2 separate regions of the Bombyx mori genome follow, and region 2 is linked to region 1. The links are chromatin contacts, called in public Hi-C maps. All regions are on one chromosome and are shown on one strand. Each heading gives the region's core, a stretch centred on a gene start, on an enhancer-like site or on the middle of the called end of the contact. The rest is flanking DNA. Distances are from core to core; before and after follow the strand shown. Region 1 holds the start of Ck2a (casein kinase 2 alpha subunit). Region 2 holds the start of LOC101745249 (potential E3 ubiquitin-protein ligase ariadne-2).

Region 1 (5,187 bases), core at 816-3,315:
AGTTTTTAATGTTCCAATTGTGAAAATGTATTGTAAACTGGATACAAAATCACAACAATTTATAAGTGCCTGTGTAGGCCTACTTGAATAAAAACTGATCTTTTTTATTAAATGTTGAATAAAGAGATAATTTATAATGGGTTCAGCTGCATTTATTTTTATTTTATACTTATATAATAGGTAAATAATAACCCCAGTACAAAAGGTTTCAATAACCTTTAATATTTAAATTAGTATAATTAAAATCAATATAATTTTTTACATATTAACTAACCTTATATCATAATCTGACAATGTCGAATATAGCTGTTTAAAGTCAGTATTGTTCACATGTTCAAATATAAGTGCAGGTGTACGCGAGACAGGGTCTTTGACTACAGCTTGTAAAGATATTATATTAGTGCCTCCTCTTAAGTTTTCTAAAATTTTTATTTCTCTTTTAATTTTCTTCTTTTTTACAGGCTGAAACAATGGAGACATGAGTAATTAATTTTATGATTGGCTTAGATGAGCAGATAGACCTCATGGTCTCCCTGATGTTAAAGAGTTACTTGAATCTACTTTTAAAAATGAGCTCTAGATCTTTATTGCAGTGGAATTTTAATTACTTCACAAAAAAAGTATAATTAATGGATTTCATTATTAAGTTAATTACAATGCAAATAAACTAATAAATCTAAAATTTACATGCTCCCAATTTGATATAATTTAATCTGTTAGGTAAATTAACATTTTAAGTGACTGCGCTTAGTCTGCTCTCTCAAGCCTGCCAAATAACTATATGGAAAAATCCTTTCAATTAAATGGGACTAGACATTAAAATGTTGAATTGAACTCAAAAAAGCAGACCCATATGTCAAGTAGGAAAGAGAGAAAAATAGTTTAGTTATCAAATCCAACTTTCAAATGTTAAAAATGTATTTGATACAAATAATCTATGCTAATGAAATATGTTACTTAATTTCTCATTAATTTACTATTTAAACTTCACCTTGCAGTTTGATTTCACCTTGATCTCTAGATCGCTATTACAATTTGTTCCAGGCATTATTACAAAGTGAAAATACCCTATCTGCTACTGCAGTTGAAATTGACGAGAAATAGTAAGGTTTCTAAACAAGTTTAAAATGCTCCATCGACCGAAACTGCTAATAATCACAAAATTAGTATTTACCTTTGTTCTTACATATTAGTTTTTAAGTATAAATATGCAAAAAAGCAATGGTTTCCAAAATAAAATTATAATGTGCTTACCTTTAATATTTTAACTACACATTTTTCATTATTCGTAATATTTATTGCTTCAAATACTTCACTGTATTTCCCGCGACCCAGCTTGCGAACCAACTGATAGTCTTCTTGGTTGCCCCAGTCAACTACATAACTTTCGTAATCCCAATATTCCCTTGGACGTTGTGAGTTCACATCAGCGTAGACCCTCGCTCTACTAGGTACTGCCATCGTACTGTGCCTTTGTAAACCAAAGGTTTTATCTGCGATAGTCTTTCCGGAAATCGCGTACGTCTTGAGTAGCGTTACTGTGAAAAGAAATCATAACTTTTTTCACTAAGCACAAAGTTACACTGTGTTAAATTGTTTTGATATTACAAACAGTATCGTGAGCAGTTGGGTTACAAGTCACTTTTCAATTATAGTATTGTGAAGGATAACCTAAAAACGACATCCAGCTCACTATAACTGAACACTAAAACAGACACGTTTAAAAGTTCATAGTTACTGGATTTCTTAAATTCTCATAATTTCAAATCACATGCACTTGGTATTTCTATTCATAGTATCTGACGCCATGAAATAAAATATGAAAGTGCTTTCAGTAAGAAAAACGCACGCCATTACTTGTCAAATGATCTTATGTTCATTTTTCATCCATACCTAAAACATTACTGTGATTATTCCTACTCTACACTATATAACAGTTTCAGAATCCATAGAACTTTTTTGATACTAATAATTAAAGTTAAAACTAAATTAAATAATTCACTTTTTTTTCAACGAAACCGGCTCAAACCCAGCAAAACTTCAAGATGGACGCCCACCTATCCCTATCCATCCATCTGCCTACTCTACTCTACAAACGAACGCGACAGTGCTGCCAGCCCAACGTCCGTCTGTCTAACAGTACAGATGCTCATTAATGTGGTATTTATAGCTTAATAATTACCTACGTATTTTGCTTTTGGCCGTACTTAAATTATAGAAATCATATTGAACGCTGGACTTTATGTAATATATACTAAAGAAACTAAGAATATGAAACAAAACTTAATTTATTTATTATTAATATATTTATTATTGTCATTTAAGATATTAATTAAAAAAATTGACTAAACTTTTAGATGTACTTGCCTTGTTCTTTATTGCTGTAGCAGGACAAATAAGTTCAGGGCCCACTTAATCAATAAGTGGTTTCCGGACAAGCAAGCTTTTTGATGAACACATTTAAGATAGTCTATTTACTATTTTGCTGTGTCTTTCAGAAGCTCAACTCTTAGTATTATCAGCGATGCCTTTAGTAATCGAGCCTAGATTTCACATGTCCGTACATTCAGACCACGATGGCATCGTTTCCCTTTTCTCTTGGTCATAATTATCTAACTCAATTAACCTATTGGTGAAAGGATGTCTTATGTAGTCACATGATAGGATATCGCCACCCTACCTATTTCTGACGCGAAACAAGAATGCTTTCCAGTCTGATGTGTGCTACAGCCGTTATACATTGATAATAATTAGACTACATATCTCAGACCGGATGGCCTTTTCGCTATGATGTCTATGGGATCCAGTAACCACTAAACAACAGATGAGCTATGAGTTCGTTCTTTAAAACCAAAAAATATATATTATTTTCAATGTATGCTCTAGACTTAGACAGATTCTTAGCATGTGTTTTTTAAACAAGTAAATTATCGCGAGTTTGTGTCTACGATTTTGTACTCCAATGAAAATTGGAAATTTAGATTAAACAAAAATTTTAAGAGTTTGGCTATGTCTTAAGTTTTAGTAAACTATTTGTTGCCTTAGTTGAAGTTCGTGTAATTTCCCGCCATTTTTTAAAAAGGATAGCAAAATGTTATCTACCTATTTAAATCTAAAATCGACTATGAGGTCGTGTTACCAAAGGCTGCGACACAAACTTACAATAAAATCAAACTGTGAGAATAGTATGAAAAGTAGAAACAAAGCTTAAAACCTTAGAGCATACGATAGAGTAGAAAGATGTATTAAAATTGACTGTGAAATGAAGTTTAAAACCTCCGGAGCTGATTTAATGGGTAGTCAAATTAGCATTGTTTCTCGTTGAAATAAAACAATTGCCACAAACAACATTCGTACTCCATTTCGTAACATAACAACAGATGACAGCACTTTTAAAGAGTAAACTTGTCTGACGGCGGGGATTTTTTTTCCCTACTTATGCTGATAGCCTTGAGAGGCTATTTCAGCTTCGCCCTAACGTTTGTAGGTGAGCTCGCGGGGCTCAACCGGAGAGTTGCTAACACTGACCCTAGCAAGAGCAGTGCTTCGCAGAATCTACCACCGGATCGGAAACGCGACCCACTGAGAAGATCCGGCGAGAAACTCAGTGGGCTGTATCTATGGGTTAGTTCGCTCGTCGAGCCCTTCGTCGCAAGCGACGGGTTCGACGAGGACGGCGACCGGTGCTTGTGGTGCCTAAAAGCACCGTTAATGGATCAGGAGGATCCGTAATGACGTGCTTTGGGCGACGTCGACGGTTTACCATTCGGTCTACTGGGTCGGGTATGTAGTTTCCAGCGGCTACGATGAGAGGGTTCTCACGTCGTGCCGCCTTCTCAAAACGGCGCAGCGATGCCGACTGTAGATACTTACTAAATGAGTCGAGCTCCAGGTCATCGTGGAGATCCACGTTCATAAGGAACCATGGCGCTCCGAGGGCTATTCTGCAGAATCGGGATTGAATAACCTGAAGGGATTTCAAGTGGTTGCGGGCTGCGTGAGCGAACACTACGCTTGCATACGTCATAACGGGGCGTATACAAGTTTTGTAGAGAGTTACCTTATTGCGGAGGGACAGTTTGCTTCGACTACAAAGCATTAGGTAGAGTCGTCCTAGTATAAACGCGGCGCTATCGCGTACCGTTTTTATGTGGGGAACGGCGGGGAATTCACTGTGAATGAATGCAGTAGTTTCAGCTATGTAGTTATAAAGATAAACTCTATGACGGTCGCGCCTGGCGCGATGGTAAGATAGAATTATAGAGATCATCTCGACTAATGCTTCAGAGCACTGCTCCAAAGCATTGGTATAAAGCACAAAGAGAATCTAATTTCTATCGTAGAACCAGAAGTTTCAAATAATCCCAGGGAATGTAAGAGAATTGGTAACTGAACCCCATTAGAATGGGATTGGTACAAGCAGACTGCTTGAAGCAGTCACAAAAATGAAGGAGACATGCGACATGTGCGGTTGATCTTAGAATTATGAACGATTTGAAGTTTCAGCTTTTTTTTTAATCTAAATCATAACTAGATAATTTATGAAATACCCACACCCATAGAGCAAACGGGATTAGGAAAATCGAATAAAATTGCTAAGGTTCTTTTGCAAATTTTGTGTATTTTTTATATTAATAAATTCAAATAGTAATGAACCTGGAAAAATAATTAACGATTTATTAAGCTGCTGTGGAGTAGGTAGTTTTATATGAAACTTACATTAAATAACTCACATTAATGTGAAGTGCGTAAAGAAATGCTATCTAATATATTTTAAATTATAATTAATAGTTATTAAATTAACATGTCCAGGGCTTTTAATTGTATGCTTTACACAGGTGAAACACTGACACTATCAATTTTGTACATTTCGCAATAAAGATAGAGTTCCATTCTTATAAGACAACATCGTACAGTATGCTTAGTGGGAGTTTTTTAACGTTCTCGATAGCGCAAAAGTTAACTCATGTTTGTATGGAGTTGGAAAACACTGCTCTCTTAATCTCAAATCAACAGTGTGGCCTGTCGATTTAAGACCTCTTTCTTGACTTCGCACGAAATATGTTCTATTGTGTTTAGATTTGGGCTGTTAACTGACCAAACTAACACAGAAAGTAATTTCGATGTGAGAAATTCCATAGCGATGCGTGCAGTATGCATTGGATCATTGTTGTGCTGGAAAATCCA
Region 2 (5,256 bases), core at 2,553-5,052, 320 kb before region 1:
TGCAAATATTTCTTCAAGGCTTCACGTGCCTGTAATAAAAACGTTTATTGATACCTTCTCTAAATATTTCAAATACTATGCCAAACATACATAATTATATCATCTTATGTATTATAATTATAATTTCATTGGAGGAACGGAGAGGTATTAGAATTTATGTGCGACAATATTTTTACAAATTATCTGTAAGTTTGAAGGGTGGGGCAGCCGTTGTAGCTATACTTGAGACCTTAGAACTTATATCTCAAGGTGGGTGGCGCATTTGCGTTGTGGATGTCTAAGGGCTCCAGTAACCACTTAACATCAGGTGGGCTGTGAGCTCGTCCACCCATCTAAGCAATAAAAAAAAAATGTAAATTTATGCATATTGGTCTGGCTTCTTTATTTAGAAATATTTTTAATTTATCAAAGTTCTATGCATTATTTAAAAAACTTTTTGGTTCCAGCTTCTTCCATGAACTAGTATGAAAAGTAATAGATCATTTCTCCAATGTTTTCAAAATTTAAGTTTTAAAAATCTTTATTATTCCCAAAAAACCATTAACTGTCAAATAAATTGCTTACCTGAGCATGTTGGCTATCAGTAGTCAAATTTGGGTCTTCCTTATACCGACTACATTCATAGTATTCAGATCCATGAGCTTTCCAATCTCCCAAACAAACCCAACAGAAATCATGTCTGCACGATCCGCACTGCATATGATTGCACCCCCCATTTTTCTCAATGCAAATTTGACATTTAGGACAATCCTAAACATAGTAATGATTTATTTAAGCACATTTCCTTATTCTTAGTAATCAATAAGCTGATGAATTTCAGCAATGCTAAGGATACTATAAAGTTCTGTTATATTTTATTGCATGGATAGATCAGAGTTCTTGGCCCATCTAGAGATAAATGGTTTACAAAGTCCATTAACACTACACAATGTATATTCTGCTACCCAACATAGGATGGATGCATGGATACAAAAGGCCAAAGTGTCAATTGTTTTCTATTTTGACTATTCCATTCAAACTGGAACGCATAATTGTTTCATTGCAGAAATATGCAGCATGATGTTACATACTCATACGAGCTTACAACACACCCTACCTGATAATAAAAAACTAGAGATTTCAAGCTATACCTATATGAGAACATAAATATCAATTGAAGTCTTCTTTTGTATGAACTCAAACAGAAACCGCTGGTGTCTGGAAGTACTCAGTTAGTCAAATATTATTTGCATATGGCAAATTTTCTTAATCTCTTGCTTAATCTCTAAAATTTCCATACCTTAGTGTGGGCACTAATATAGTTTGCAGTTTCAGAGTCATCAGCACATTTGGTTAACCATTGTCGAATTGTAGCACAGTCAGTAGGAGCATGATGAGGAGCCCCGCATGAGAAGCATGTCAATGATTCACAACCTTTGCATTCAACACGGCGTGCTCCTTCACGAATGAATGCTCGAAAAATCCACTAAATGTAAAAATCAAATGTTTTATTGTATTATTTTTGTTGAGAGATATTCATTAATTTTTTTTTTATTTCAATCTTTCTTGGGCCAAATTCATTTCAATTAGGATACTAAAAATAGAAAGCAAGTTAGATTTTTATTGTTTTGTATTATAAAATGCTCAAATAATATTAATAATATAAAAACTGTATTGTAATTTGTGATTTTGAGTACTTGTATTGTTTTACATTATTAGAAGGTTTTTTTGTATTAATTTTGGATTACTTTTTATCATTCCAATTAATCAATGAGATACGTAGTCCAAAAAATTTGATTTATAAAAAAATGTTGTCCACAAAATTCCAATGATTTCAATAAAATAATGGAACAAACCTGACAGTTAGGACCAGGGCAGAATCTAAGTTGTGGGTGAGATTTAACATGATCTTTAAACATGAATTGTTGGTATCGGTCCCTTAATGCTGGTTTAGTAACATGTGACAGAACAAAATCCTCTGGCGCTCTGACCTCACAGTTTTGAGCCATGCAGCGTATTGTATTTGAGACTCCTAAAATTTAAAATGGAGTACAAAAAAATTAGTTATTTTATATTTTTCGTTTATTATTTCAAAATCCCAAGTACTATAAAATTAGATGTCATTTGTAACACTGCAACATTCTTTGAAATGAATGACATAAGGATGATCTTGCATATGGTAGGTGAAATTATCCAGTAGACCGTCAGTCAAAATATTATTGTCTAGAATTTGTACATATTGATGCTTGAAAGGCAAACATGACTAAGCAACATTAACTGCTTTGTACATAAATGATAGGCAATAACCATATTCGAAGCGCAAAAAAAATATATCTCTAGGTCTATTAAAATCATTTCAATCCTACAGCTACTAGCTAGATTCGTTAAAATAAATTTTGTTTTGAGGTATTTCAACTTTAAATTAGTCTACTGTAAAGTTCACGCATTGTTGCTTAGTCACGTTTGCCTTTCAAGCGTGGTTAAGTAAGATTTTCTTGAAAATTTTGTAAGTAAGATTCAGGCATCTGTCAAATATGTTATGTTCTAGGATTACTATCCTCTACAATCCCTTAAAAATAAACATTTTAAAACAGATTTTAGCTATATCTTAAAACTCACCTTGCATTATTTGAACTTCAAAATGCATTGCCCAACAGTCGTTGCAAAAATAATGTCCACATGCTAGTGCACTATACTTGTGCAGTTGAGGTGTGCTGGCACAAACAGCACAACTTGATCTGCTTGATATACTTTGTGAAGGCACTTGTGGCTTCACCCTACTGAAAACCAACACTTCATTTGCATTTTCTTTATATTTGTTAATTATTTCTTGAGCATTCCATTCATATGCATGTAGTGCTACCTGAAAATCAGCATATTTGTTACAATTTTGTATCATAGAAACCCTTAAAATGGATTAATCAAAATCAGTAACTTTAGGAAATTTTCAAGGTACCTACGCAATAAAATCACAGCAGGGGGTATAATATAATGTGGTCTAATATTCGTTCAATTGTCAAGGTTGGTTTGGTAGTGAAAATAACCACTTTATGAACTATGACTTTGTGTACATGATGAGTAACAATTATTCTCGTTTTATATATGTAAAGAATGCTTTACACTGAAATTGGGAATACCTTGGCGAGTGATGGTGTTATCTGAAGGCTGTTACTAAGTAATTCAATAGATTCGTTGAGTAATTTTTCCACTTCTTCAACTTTCAGACAAGAAAACACAAAATACTCAGGATCTGACTTAGTGCGATCGGCTACTTCCATATCACAATCTTCGTGTTCACCGTAGTAATCATAATCATCGCCGTCATTGTCAGAATATTCCATATCAGACTCCGCAGACATTTTGTAGTTTGGTTCTTACGATGTTTTTTTACTACGAAATAATGTGTTTTGGTCTTCTACCTTTAAAAACACTATAACACACTATATATAGTATGTATTCGTATTTGTATCATACAAGTACACTCTACGAATTACGAATTGAATTGATCTTCCACTTGTCAAAATGATGAACAATACTTTATAAGGAACTAGATACAAACAAACTAATTATTCTCAAGTAGGTACCTGATTTTTTTTCACAAATAAAATTTTGTGTTAGACCATAAATTAATGATCTAAGGTTTAAAATTAATAGCGGTTTGACTTCATTATTCTAGATGTTTTAATATTGAAATAGTTATGTACAGTAAAATTAGGTACTATAAGCATTTCCTGTTTTGTGTAAAACCTATTTTATTTTTGCTAACTGCGATTTAAAGACTGTAATTACTAGTCTAAGTATATATCCATATAATGTACTTTACTTAACACTGCGTTTTATATAACAATCGTATTATTTATGATTCTGCGCAAGGAATAACTAGTGTGCTCTGAACATAAGCACTCCAGATTTTTGTATTTTGGTATTTGTCCCAATAAGTAAATCTAATACAGAGAGAAACATTACGTCAATTAATTTTGTGATATTCCTTGGAAATAGTACTTTAAATTGGTTGATAACGGATCCCACCAGGTTCTTCTTTGGTCTGACAACGTTCATGCAAAATGTAATCAACCGGTCCGACCTCCAAATATTAGTATAAAAGGGTATCCTGCTGCAAAACGTTGAGCTTGCCAGTGATCTATCGTCAAAACGAAATACAATTTAACCATAGGGCTTTGAAGCTTCTAGCCCCTGAAATCTACTACCCTTGGGTTCAATCTGTTTAGCTTGGTGATAAGTAGGATTTATCGAATCATTGTCGCTCATTGACAGAATTTTTATTAAGCACTTAGTACCTTTGACTTCAACTAGAACTAGTCTTTAAGCTAGGCTCTACAAACCTCTTTGCAATACATTTAATACGTTCAAACACTCGAAAAAAACAGCAGGAAAATTCAGTTTAGATCATGTTGGTATTTGACAAAAATGAAGAGTTTGTTTGTATGTTTGTTTGGTTGAACACTCTAATCTCAGGAACTCCTGGTCCGATTTGAACAAGTCTTTCAGTGTTAGATAGCCAATTATTGATGAAAGCTATAGGTTAAATAACATCACGCTAAGACCAATTCGAGCGGAGCACTAACAAAGTATGTTTAAAAAACGGTTTCTTTTTTCTTTTGAGGGCTTCCGCTGCGTGCGCTGCGGAAACGGTTAAAGTTTCGCTCAAATAATGTAGTACAAAATTGTTCCCTTTTAAAAGTCCTAACAAGAAAGTCCGCGACAGCATATGTCTATATTTTAAGGTTGGCTCAATATAACCTTTTTATATATCTCATTTGAAGTTGGTTAAAAAGCGTGATTTTGGTACCTTAAATAGCTCATTAACATTCTATTATTCAAAAATATTTTCATCTTCAACGTACATGAAGTCGCGGGTAAAATTTTGCGTTACCCCAAAGTGGCCCAAAGTAACTTCCACGCGGACGAAGTCACGGGCAAAAGCTAGTTATCAATATAGTCGAAGTCAGTTAAATATGTATTATTAAGCATAACTTAAAAACATCCGGTTAGATATTGGTAAAATTTAAATGGAACCACATAAAAATCATTAGATTTTAAATAAAAAAGTATCTTAACAGTTTAAAGTATCATTAAAATCGGTTCACCTAGCGAAACGTTTTGTGGTAGCGTTTACAGTTAAAAAATAATCTGAGAACATCCCCCTTATTTGAAATCGATTATAAGAGAAAACATTGGTAGCTGTTTTGCGACAATACAAAAAAAGATGAACTCAAGCAAAGTAACATTTCCAGAAGGATCCGCATAGAAATACTA

The links. Hi-C and Micro-C count contacts between places; a contact is called where the count stands out from the background.
Region 2: a Hi-C map of middle silk gland shows a contact between it and region 1, with 2.2 times the contacts expected there. The contact joins the promoter of LOC101745249 here to the promoter of Ck2a in region 1. A contact is called at or near these places in 2 of 7 Hi-C or Micro-C datasets (middle silk gland and whole pupa).

What each region holds. Positions count from the first base shown.
Region 1 is chr5:9,739,784-9,744,970 of ASM3026992v2, reverse strand. It overlaps Ck2a (casein kinase 2 alpha subunit), which reads right to left and starts at 2,065. Exons shown (of 7, transcript NM_001043491.2): 1 at 1,894-2,065; 2 at 1,255-1,538; 3 at 275-462. The coding sequence starts at 1,461.
Region 2 is chr5:10,061,006-10,066,261 of ASM3026992v2, reverse strand. It overlaps LOC101745249 (potential E3 ubiquitin-protein ligase ariadne-2), which reads right to left and starts at 3,802. Exons shown (of 8, transcript XM_038011197.2): 1 at 3,117-3,802; 2 at 2,599-2,842; 3 at 1,836-2,011; 4 at 1,280-1,465; 5 at 565-750; 6 at 1-29. The coding sequence starts at 3,338. It overlaps LOC101745490 (ATP-dependent 6-phosphofructokinase), which reads left to right and starts at 5,240. Exons shown (of 16, transcript XM_062668696.1): 1 at 5,240-5,256.